2 separate regions of the Gossypium arboreum genome follow, and region 2 is linked to region 1. A link is a contact called in public Hi-C data. All regions are on one chromosome and are shown on one strand. Each heading gives the region's core, a stretch centred on a gene start, on an enhancer-like site or on the middle of the called end of the contact. The rest is flanking DNA. Distances are from core to core; before and after follow the strand shown.

Region 1 (6,587 bases), core at 3,399-5,898:
AATCGAAATCTTGTCCACTATTGAATGAAGAGGGTAGCCATTGGGATCGCAACCACTATAGGTACTGTATACAACATGTTGAATCCAACTACCACACAAAATAACTTTCAAAAAGTGAGTGAGATCAATGCATTGAAATGGGGACGTAGTTTCCACTTTACCCACAAACATGCTAAACCATATATCATCATATATTGTTTGCATTTATGGGTATACTTTTCTTGACAGGGTACGAGCTTGTCCAATGCCATTTTCATGAGATGTTGGATAACTTGCATGATATCAACAATGTTGATGTAGACTACCATGCTAACATACCTTTCTAACAATGGACGCAATCATATGATGGAGGTTTATAAGAATGATACATGACAACGAACTTAGTTGAATTCATATATTTCGTACTGAAAGGGATGTGTCATTTATCGATAACCTCAGTTGTCAAAGAAAAATACTTTTACCTAGCTACCTTATTTCCAAAGCGGACGACGTCATATTAGGCAGATAGCGGGCAGTTACGTTTGGTGCAGGGTTGTCATGAAAGAAACTATACGAAATATAGTGAGAGTGAACACTATATATATAGTGTGTCACTCACGTCAAGACTTGCAATTTAGGGTCACAGAGTACGCTAGCCGACCAGGACATGCTAGATGCATCATATCGTGTTGACATACCAAAAAAGATTAGTAATTATGAGATATTCCAGACACTTCGATTCCCATGCACACATGTAATTGTCGTATATGCAAATGTGAAAATTGAGTACATGTCTTATATCAATGATGTGTACAAACTGGAACACATGCACAATGTATGGAGACTTGAATTCCCACCCACCCTAGATGAAAGTATGTGGCCACCAGTGCCCAGCGTGCTATTCAAGTTGGCCCCAAACATGAACTTGCGTCACGTCCCGAAAAGTCACCCGAATTTTACTCAGATACACACTAATATAGATGTTCGAGAGAGGGACAATCAGGAGAAGTTATGCGGGTACTATAGAAACCAAGGGCATACAAAGGCAACATGTTCTGTATTAAGGGGTACATTGGGGCTTCAACATCGCTAGACGATATAAAATTGATTACAATGTTTCCTATTTTGTGTAAAAACTTTTTTATTATTTTTTAACTTACATTTCAACTATATTTGTTACCACCTACTAGCATTTATATAGTTTAAAAAATGATAGTTTAAGTGCTACTTCAAGTATCAATTACTATTTCTCGAGGAATTAAACTTTTTCCATTTTTACGAGTTAATCCATGTACCTTTATTAATCACTAGTTCGATAAAAGGTGCCTATCCAAAGTTACATATTTCATATCAAATATTATATATAGAAATTTACGTATAACTTACATTAGAATTTAACAAAGAAAAATATGAGTTGTAATAGAAATATTGTTTCTTTATTGGTGCCATTTATATTTACATCACAATAAGTAAAAAAAATACGTCATTGGGCTGAATGTGTGCCGCAAGGCGGTGGCTGACACGTAGGATTTTTGTGCACAACTAGTGGTGTCGGCTCTTCCACTTGATCGTGACCATCGTTGTCGTCATCTTCGTCTTCACCTCTACCCTCATGCTTATCTTCATCTCCACCATCAATTTTATTTTCATCTTCGTCTCCATCTCCTTCCTCCGTGCTTGATTGCGATGTCGTCTTAGCCTTCCATCGTATATCCTCTACTCCACGAGAAGATGGTGCTGATGACCCACATTGATAAAATAATGATGCGATGAGTGTTTGTGACACTATTGGTGAATAACCGTATGATGTCGCAATACTCGGATACATCAGTATTGATCCGAGCATCAATATTAGAATCGATGATGACATTAGTGTCGTCGTAAATAACAGTACATGCGTTGATATATGGCTCGACATTTGCGTCGGTATGGGGGCGTAAAATGCTGGGGACGGAGGTACCCCGAAATATGTACCTGCGGAAGGGGTAGAAGCAAGGTGTTGCGATGGTGCATAGTGTGGTGCTTGTGAAAAAATATGGAGTTAGTGAAATGAACAGGAATAAGTAAAGTAAACTAATCGAGATGTGGCGTAGACATCAGTTGCGCTTGTTGGGTTGGAGCTAGTGACGAACTCGTCACGACACCTCTTTTGGATATATATTGCTAGGTCACTCGTCGTGGCTTCTTTTGACTAAGTTGCCTACTCCATGCCTCCACTGATAGTAGATATGGCTTATCGGTGACTCTGAACTAGGGCATGTACTCCAAACAGGTCTTCATGTCCAATGAGAAAAAGGTTCGTATATAGGTAATAATTTTATCCTATGATCCAAAATGTCAATGTACTCCTTGTGGTAATTTAGCCAATTCTCCTCGGTTTTTTCCTGCAGATCCAGCTTGTACAATGCTTCCATGTATCATGATGGCAGCAGAATTTGTTGCTTCCACCCAAACTGTCACATTATTTGACCTGATTTGTGCATTTTCACCATCATATGCAGTATCAACGACACCTTTACGTTCTCATATACTCCGAATGGCCAAAAATTTTAGCAGGACGTATTCTATGATATCTGACTCGACATATGGCATCTATTAAACCGCAGTACACAATTTTAAATTTTGTTATATACGTAATTTTATTTTACAACTCATTGTATAATGATTATAGGTTTGAAAAAAAAAGTAACTAGCCTTGACTTTCGAGCGTTGATCTAACATCAGTTGGATATCTTTAAGTTACTCCAATAGTCCTACGTAACTAGGCCATAATTCCACTTATTCAAGTTATATGTTAATTCAAACATAAAATAAAGAAATAACAGGTATATAGGTTCATGGTTTCACCTATTCAAGTGATGTTAATTCAGCCCGTGGTTCCACATATTCTTCGACCTACTCCTTGTCACTAATAGGAATGTATATGGGTCATTTACTTAGGGGCGTAGAAATGGTAGTCGCCACTAAGGCCATGACTGTAGCAAGAGCAGGCAACCACTGATTGACATCTTATTCAGTTCTGTCACTTGACACCACTTACGATACAACGTGGCTAACACGGTTAATCCCCAACTTAGTCATCCACTTTCTTTGAAGTTGACTAGGTGTAGTAGCCACCTTATGTATACCAAATTTCGAGAGTTATCGGGCATTAGAATACCCTTAATTAACCTCAAAATGAATGATTGGGTGTATTATTCTTTGACAATATCGGATGTGTCCTAAGAAAGATATTTGAAATTGGTTTCCAACAATTTCATATCTATCTGGCCACTGTAAAACTTATCCGACACCTTTCCCAAAATGCCTCGCAAAGGTCCTCTTTATTAGGAATGACTGCTGACCCCGTGACGATTGGCCCATCCACTAATAAACTGAGTTGTAAAGCTACGTCCTTCAATGTGATTGTACACTCACTGTATGGTAGGTGAAAATTGTGTCTCGGGCCTCCATCTTTCCACCAATGCGCTGATAAGTGTAGGATCAAGTTTGTAGCCTACAAGTATACGAGGCACATGTAAGAATCTTGCATCTTGCAAGTAACCACGAATTTCGGCATCTAGGCTTTTTGACAAGTTATGTATAAACCCCTCCAAAACATGATCATTCGACTATTTACATCGACAAAATAAATTAATTTAAAAAATAAAAAAACTTTAAATTTAACGTAATTGAAAACAGTGAAATTTAAATTTTTGTTTTACAATTGTCGCTTGAGCGATGAAAATGTGCTTGTCGTTGAAACGAAGCAGAGAGGTTGTCATTCGTAAAAATTTAATCAAAATGAATGATATAAAAACTATAATATTTTTAAACAAGCATATTGAAAAATTTAGAATAAAACTTGAAAAAATTGAGAGAATTGAGAGAGTTGAATTTGAGTGAAAAGAATGAAAAATGGCCTGATATTTATAGAAAACAAAATTATCGTTGGGGTCTTTAAAAATTTTTACCGTTGCCAACGTTCAAAAAAGGTGCGTCCAACTCTCTTAAAACATGGTCTATTTCTCTAATTTTAAAAAATGGCCTAAAAGCCTGTTTAAATAAAAAAAGGGGGCATATTATTCTAAATTAGCCCAAATTACAAGTATATGTGTATATTTATTACATGAACAATTTATATATATCGTATTAAAAGAAAATGACATGTTTTTTTTCCAACACTAAATTCAAGTTGTTAACACGACTAGTAAACGTCACCTGTTTTAAAAAACGCATTTCATTAAATACAAATTGATAGATAGCACTTATATTAGCAATTAAGCTAATGAAAATATTTGGTTGATATGATACAAATATTTAATTTTTGAAGATAATATTATTAGAAGAAGTAATTACAAATGACAACATATAAAATATCAAAATTATTTTAAAATTTAAAGATAGAAATTAAAATTAAAATCATAATTTTGGACAACTAATACTTTTTCAAATTAAAAGAAAAGATTGATACTTGTTCCCATTTTCAGATATTTATACTTAAAAAATCAGAACTTTCTTATTTCACTGTTAATTTCCTTTTAATTGCATTTTCTATCATTCAATCATTCTTATCGAATCATTAAAAGTACATTATTATTAAAAACCAAATAAATATGTCCTACTTGAAATAACTCAATAAGCCCTTCAATGAACTTTTTAGGTATAATAATAAAATAAAATAAAATAAAATAACTAAATTATTTATGGAAAATATATTGTTGTAATGTAAGCAGATAGCTGTCCAAGAGCTGTCTTTTCTTTCCCTAATGATTCTCTCTCTTTCTTTCGGACAATGTCTTTGATGTCTTCCAGTTTTACTTAGTACTTCGTCTTCTTCTTCTTCTTCTTCTTCTTCTTCTTTCTTCATCTTCATCTTCATCTTCATTTCAGTGTTTTTGGGTTTGTTTTTTTCCTATTGTTTTGGACAATAATTGAAGCAAGAGATAACCTTGGGGGGGGCGGCGGAGGGAGAGGAACATCTCTGAAATTACTTTCACTTTTGCCGGCGGGTGCAAAATGAGTGCATCAAGGTTCATCAAATGTGTCACTGTTGGTGACGGTGCCGTCGGCAAGACTTGCATGCTCATCTCCTACACCAGCAATACTTTCCCTACTGTGAGTTCCAAAAAGAAAGAAACTAACCCATTTTTTTTTTGTTTGGTCTCTGAGAAAATATGAGGAATGGAAAAGAAAGTTTGGCTGGCCCTTAACGTTTTCTTTACTTGGATTTTCATGGATTTTCTTTTCTTTTTCTTTCCCTTTTTGTTTCCCCTATTTTCTTGGCCACCAAGCAGACCCTACACTGGTTTCTGGTGGTCAATGTAACTTTGGTAAAGTTGCTTTCTTTATTGGGTTTTTTTTCTGTTTCTTTTTCCCATTTGGTTGTACTTGTCTTTGGAATCTTGAATTTGGGGCATAGTATCTTTCTGAATAATAGAATCATTCTTCGTAAATTGTGTTCAAGTGAGCAAATTCTTAGGGTTTTTTGCTTCAAAAACTTGCAGAAAATTTATTGCCTTTTTGTAGTTTATACCTTCTTATTTCTTCTGTTTGTGTTTTGATGATGCATCATCTAGGATAAAGATTCTTTGTCTTGTAGGTTTTCATTTCAATTAGTGAGTTAAGGTCAAAAGTTAAAACTGGAAACATTATATCTTGCTACTCCCCTTTTTTTTGCTGGAGGAGAAAGAAAAAAAATTGCTAAATCTGAAACTATTGCTGGTAGAAAGTCTCATTTAGAGATTTCATGATAGGTGCTTTCTTTACTGCGAATCTTGGGTTATGGCCATCTATGTTAGTTGGAAATCGTGTGAATCGGGTACGAGTATCTGTCCGGCATGTATATGTTCAAATTTTCTAGTTTTTCATGCATTTGGAGGGTCCTTGGAGGGTTACTTCTTCATGCTCTTGTCCAGAAAATGTGTCTAATATAGTTTGTTCTTTTAGTAAACCTAACTTCATGTAGAGTTGATTGATGCAATTATGATCATAATTTCCTAGTTCTTGCTTTATTCTTATGATTATTTTAAGATGACTTTTGGAGATATTGCTTATAACATGTTTTCCACATCCTCTGCAATATCTTGGGGAAACAGGATTATGTGCCAACTGTCTTTGACAACTTTAGCGCAAATGTGGTTGTGGACGGCAACACTGTTAATCTTGGATTGTGGGATACTGCTGGTAAGTTTCAATTCCATTAATTTTCCTTATTCATATCTTAGAATGCTTATTGTGGTAGGTTTGATTTTATTGTTTTTATTTTGTCTTGGAACAGGCCAGGAAGACTACAATAGATTAAGACCTTTGAGCTATCGTGGAGCAGATGTCTTCTTGTTGGCATTCTCTCTCATTAGCAAAGCCAGCTACGAAAACGTTTCTAAGAAAGTGAGATTATTTGTTATTAGAAGCTTTTCACCGGTTTTTGAACAAGATACTTTCAATTACTTGATCTGCTAATGCGTTGTCTTCTTTTTGAATCCTCAGTGGATTCCGGAGTTGAGGCATTATGCACCTGGTGTTCCAATTATTCTTGTTGGGACTAAGCTTGGTTAGATTCTATTTCAGTCTTTATTTTCAATACTTTAAAATGTCTTGATCTGTTCCTTTCAGTATGCTCTTATGCA
Region 2 (6,035 bases), core at 1,453-3,952, 190 kb after region 1:
CAAATCCACTTGCAAGCTACCAAATAAAACGCAAGTGTATTATAAGATTAAAAAAAAAAGAGGGTGAGATGGCGTACTTGATGGTTGAAATTGATAGTTACAAGAATCTCACGTATTGAATTACTTTTGGGATCACATGAACTGCATTGTAAGAGTCATTAAAGTTGTCAACTTTCGCAAACTAAAATTAGTTAGAAAAGAATACATGCGTTTTGACGTTACAATTTCTCTATTGTTTCTATTGAGTTATTGCTTAATCATACATTAATTTAATTAAGAAATCTAAAATCATATTTCATATAAGGTAAAAGTATTTTTTTTATTTTTTATAATTTTTTAAGTAAAACAAGTAAAAATATTATTTTAAATAATCAAGAGTTCAAGAATTGTACATCATTCAAAAAATTTTTTTTTATAAATATAGTTTTATATAAAATTTACTTTTACTTTTTGGGTGTTACATAATCTAGTACTTAAACAATACAAGAATTTTAAAGGGTAGATTATCCAAATGATCACCTTATTATTAGGACACTTTTATTTTGGCCAGTAAAAAAAAATTCTCAATTTCGTCACTTAACTTTTAGGCTGCTTTCATTTTAGTCACCCAAGCATTAAATCATTAACGATGACTAACTGTATATATCAAATCATGTTCACATCATGTTTACATTTTTATTTTGATCACTAAAAAAAAATTATTTTTAAAGTCTTGATTCGAGAGAAAAAAACATTTAAGGATTAAAATAAAAATGTTGTAGGAACTAAATAATGCATTAAAAATTTAAGGATCAAAGTGAAAAACTAGTAAAACTTTCAGCAATGGGATAAACAATTTGACAATTATTTTTAATACATTGTTTTAGAGTCTTACCATTTTTTTCACTTTTGTTGATGAGGGGTATCAACAAAGTTGTGATAGATATTATATAAAAGAAATAGTATCTTTAAGAAAGCTAAAATTGGAGAGCTGAGACTCTAGCTACAAGGTACTTTTACTTCCAAACGTTATAACATTATGATACAGTCCAAAATACACAAATAGAAATATAGATAAAACCCAAGATAGCAAATTTTACAACAAATCCTTAAACTAATACAAATTTACCAACACACAAAATCAATTCACTGCTACCACAAAATATCTTGGTATCTCCTTCTTCTTCTTCTTCTTTTTTTTTTTTTTTTTTTTTTGCGGGGTTTAATCATATTCTCAATCAATCACATAACAGAACAAGCAGCAGGGTTTTCGTCGCTGAAAGCTGTGGTGTACCTAACTTCAGTGGAGCTAGCACGTGCGAGATGCGACACTTGCGGGTCCTCCGCGTTGCGGACGTACCCAGCCGGAGCCTTCTTATCGTAAACCCCGGGGGCGTATGGGTGAGCCACCACGTCGTACGGCACATAGGGCCATAGCTCCACCTTCTTGCCCGTCCGATGCGCCACTCGTGCCACGACCTTCTTCGGGTCCACATATCCGACGACCGTCAACTTGCTGGCCTTCCGCTCCACGTCCACTTGTGTCACCCCTTTCATCCCTTCCACTGATTTTTTCACTTTCCGTTCGCATCCTTCGCAGTCCATTTTCACCTTGATTTCCACCGTCTAAAAAATAAAGAAAAAAGTAACAACTCTTAGGTTGACAAATGTTTGGTCTAATTCTGGTTTTAGTCCCTCCACTATGCTTTTAGATTCATGAAAATAACTGGAAGCAATATTAGAAGGATCAAAACCCTTAATAGTTTGTCGTTTGTCGTATATTTAAAGTAAATAGACCAAAATTACTTTTCAACCCTTTTTTCCTACTTTTACATAGATATTTCTACTAGTGTTAATACCCTAATTAATTTAGTAAGATTGAATTTTGAAGTTTTCTAATCAACAATAAAGTATACTGACAGATGAACGGAGACAGAAACAATAATGCAGCAATAAATAAATACTTATAATAGATAGACCCAGTTGGCATTAAAGTAAACCAAGAAGATTTTTATTATTGTTCAAATAAAATCTGGGTTTTTTGACCTTCCACCATTTTTAGAACAATCAAGCTTAGATCAACAAAGAAAACGCCATTAAACATAAAATCTTAGCAATATTGACGGGCAGATCCGAACCCTAAACCACCTAAATCTAATAATCTTATAACGACAAAAAATAAAATAAAAGAAAGCAATAGAAACAATTTGGTTAACTTAATAAAAATATCCACCAAATATCTTGATCTACACTCAAAGGGAAATCTACGGCTTAGGTAAGGAGATGTACCTGCAACTGCTTACGTTTCTTGTGCTTGGAACTGTGAGAACAGTCGAACAGATCTGAAACATGATCCAGAACACCCATTTTTCTTGTTTTCTCTCTTGTCTGGTTTTTCACTTAGGTGTATGTTTTTTTTTTTGTTTTTTTTGTTCTTGCTTTTCTCTCTTTTGATAATTGAAGTACCAAAAAGATAAAGATACAAAAGAAGTTGGATTTCTCAGTATAAAACCAAAATATCCTTCTTAAAATTAAAGGGTTTTTCTACTGTGTAGGAGTGAATGAGTAAGAATGATACAGGTGAGGTGAGGTGAAGTCCAAATTCCTCCTCCGCTGGGCTGAATATATATAGAAAAAAAAAAAAAGAGGGTTTCATGGTAAAATTTTGGTATCAGTCCTTATAATTTAGTACTTTATGATACAGAAGGTGAAGTCCAAATTCCTCCTCCGCTGGGCTGAATATATATAGAAAAAAAAAAAGAGGGTTTCATGGTAAAATTTTGGTATCAGTCCTTATAATTTAGTACTTTATGATACAGGAGGTGAAGTCCAAATTCCTCCTCCGCTGGGCTGAATATATATAGAAAAAAAAAAGAGGGTTTCATGGTAAAATTTTGGTATCAGTCCTTATAATTTAGTACTTTACTTCATTTATTTTTTAGATTTTGAAATTTTAATCCTAACTAAATGATAAATTTTATTTTTATTCAGTTAAATTTTGTTATTTTCAAAACCTTGTTCGATAAGTATATTTGTAGCATGTGTAACGTTATATTAACTTATAATTTTTACGTAATACTAGTAAAAACGAGGATGGTCAAATAAATTAGACCACTTCCCAATTTAACCAATTGAATCGTTAGTTTAATAATAATTAAAAATTCATAAACGCATATAATCAATTTAATCATAAATTTTTTTGTCTAAATTTTTCTTTTAATTGATTCACAAACGGTATGTTCTATATCTAATTTTATGTCACTAAATCATCAGTACTCAATTCAATTAGTTTGTTTGGTTTGATTTTGGCATCACTAGTTCTAATTAATAAATTTAACATAACAGATTGAATTAAGGATGAAATTTAAAATTTAAGGACTAAAATTGAATAAATTATAATATGTGGACTAAGACAACTATTTTCATGTAATACAAAGATTGATAAAAAGAAGAAAAGAAAAAAAAAGGAGTATTTTACTATACGACTAGTGGCTCGTGGAAATCTACGTGGTTGGATATTTTTATTGTAATGTAGCTAATTTAGCGCCGCGTGTCTAGGTTGTACTTAGCTGAGGGGTATAGAGAGAGGGAAACCATAAATTAGAAATGGCAGCCTAAGGCATGGAAGAAAGTAACAAAACACCGACCCTGGACAGTAAGTAATGTGTCGCGAGATCGGATGACGAGCCCACGCGCTTGTGTCTCGGTTTTCTGGTCCCACCCTCAACTGTCAACTTCACCTCACCCTCTACCCTTATCAATAATGGGTTGAGGAGCTTTACATACAATATGGGACCCATGAGTTTGCCCTTTTCTTTCAATCCAGCCCATATTATAAAGTAAAGAAAGTAATAAATCTAATATCCTTCCTTCTCTTTTTCTTTCATATTTATAGATTTTATTAGTTGATCAGATGTAATGTATTCTTTTGTTTTATACATTTGGTAATCAATGAATCAATTCGAATTTAAATCAGATTGGACCTCCAATAAGTAAAGTTCTCTCATTAATATTTTCTTTATTTATAATATTTAAATTCGATCTAACATGCAGCAACATTATATTGTCTTTTGTTTTTTACTACAAACAAACACACAGATTATGGAACCATATGTATGTATTGCTGATGCTTCTCTGTGGCAAGCTAGATTTGATGTTGGGGCGTTGGGGCATATGTGTTGGGACGATCTTCAGGAAAGCAAGGTAGAGGACGAAAATGGAGAAATAGAATAGAGATGAAAGGTCATGCCTTTGGTAAAGTCAAGGATTAGTATTTATAATTGATTTAACAACTGTTGGTTTATTATATCAATTCAGTCTTGTTTATACATGTAATTTTAGTTTTACTAGTGATTTTAAGAACGATTTTATTGTCGTCTTCTCTAATTTGGTGAATACTCAATTCTTTTGTTCGCCTCTTTGGACAAATTGAGGATGATTTTATTATCTTATTAAGTGCTTGTAATCACTCTAAATATATCATATTTGAGTTGTGACAAAGCCAATTATCAATGTGTCATAATATTCTATTGATGTTGAAGTTTTGTGTTTATAGAACTTGTCCTTCACTATCTACAAGTGCTTGTTATTCCTCTCAATTATATGATTACTTCAAAAAAAAATTTATGTAAAAGCTTGTCTCATTGTTAAGAGAGAATCTCTTTTTCTACCACTCAACTTTATCATGCTTGTAAATAAGCTGTTGAGCCTTCAATAATTCGAGCTCAGTATTATGCCCCATTGGAGCAAGAGTCCCTCGAGATTTTTCTTTTAACATTTATTTGAATTTTTATAAAAAATTAAAAAAAATTAAAAAATTTATTTATTTTATCTTCAGCCCTATTTTGTCTCTATACAAAGAATAAAAATGTGGTTATTAAAATACAAAAATTAAATCATGAACATACTATCTAATAGCAGGCTTCGACCTATCACCATAATATGTTAGTTGAAAAGTTGAGAGCTAAGTTTGGGTGTTGATAGTAAAAGCCCAGTTATAAATATGTTTAGCTCAATTTAAGCCTACTTGACCCAATTTTTTAAAGTGAAAAGTGTTGGAGATGGGTGCAATAGCCCCATGGATTTCAAAGCAAAACATTTCCTCATTATTGTACGTAAGTCATTAAAAGTATATATTTTAAAGATTAAATTATTTGTCAATTCTTTTTAAATAATAAAATCTTTCATTATAAAGTTGAGCTATTATTTGTTTATGAAGAGGTTAAATTTTAAATAAGATATGATGCAACATTAAAAATTATTAATAGGAAATGACCTAAAAATAAAATCCCACAACCCCTAGGATTAAATTTTTAGGTTTGTTCTTTAAAAAAGAATTGGTTTGTAATCGTGTGTGTCTTATTATGGGCATTTTTTAAAATTACCTTTCAAAAACATTGTACCATTTCAAAAAGCATAATGTTTAGATTTCATTTTTTTTTTAAATTCCATCTTAATTTTTAACTAAATTTGACTATTAATCTTTTTAAAAAAATCAAATCACTATTCTTTAACAGAAATGTTGAGTAAAACCTTAATCTTTTAAAAATATTGACGTGGCATTCCACATATACTTTTTGTTGACACAACACTTATTATATTATATGTTATGTCAACAAATAATTTAAAAATCATAAAACTATTCAAAATAAAATCATATCAGTAGGTGGCACTAGTGACCCCTATTTGATAGGCGACACTGGTGAAGCAAATTTGGGGGTTCTTTTAATGGTCCCCAGTGATGAAGAGAAGTAGTTTAAAAAAAAAAAAGATAACAAAAGAGAAGAAAGAAAGAAAGAAATGAGAAGAAAAAAAGAAGGATAATGTATTTTTGTTTTTGTTTTTAAAATAGAATGGATTATGATGAGGATAAATTATTTTGTTAGTATTGTGTAGTTTGTTTATTATTATTTTTATGTTGTTTTTAATTTATTTTAAAGTAATTTTGTTAGCAACTATTATAAATTAGTTGTTTAGTTTAATGTTTATTGTGATTTGTTAGGTTATGAATATAATTTTTTATTAATTTTTAATTTATTTTAAACTTATTTTGTTAG

The links. A called contact is a pair of places that touch in the nucleus more often than the background predicts.
Region 2: a contact with region 1 is called in a Hi-C map of leaf, with 5 times the contacts expected there. The contact joins the promoter of LOC108461360 here to the promoter of LOC108467137 in region 1. A contact is called at or near these places in 2 of 5 Hi-C or Micro-C datasets (both in leaf).

What each region holds. Positions count from the first base shown.
Region 1 is chr2:102,364,703-102,371,289 of ASM2569848v2, forward strand. It overlaps LOC108467137 (rac-like GTP-binding protein ARAC3), which reads left to right and starts at 4,649. Exons shown (of 7, transcript XM_017767674.2): 1 at 4,649-5,076; 2 at 6,057-6,144; 3 at 6,239-6,348; 4 at 6,448-6,511. The coding sequence starts at 4,978.
Region 2 is chr2:102,556,069-102,562,103 of ASM2569848v2, forward strand. It overlaps LOC108461360 (heavy metal-associated isoprenylated plant protein 26-like), which reads right to left and starts at 2,703. Exons shown (of 2, transcript XM_017761195.2): 1 at 2,269-2,703; 2 at 994-1,605. The coding sequence starts at 2,346. The coding sequence ends at 1,222.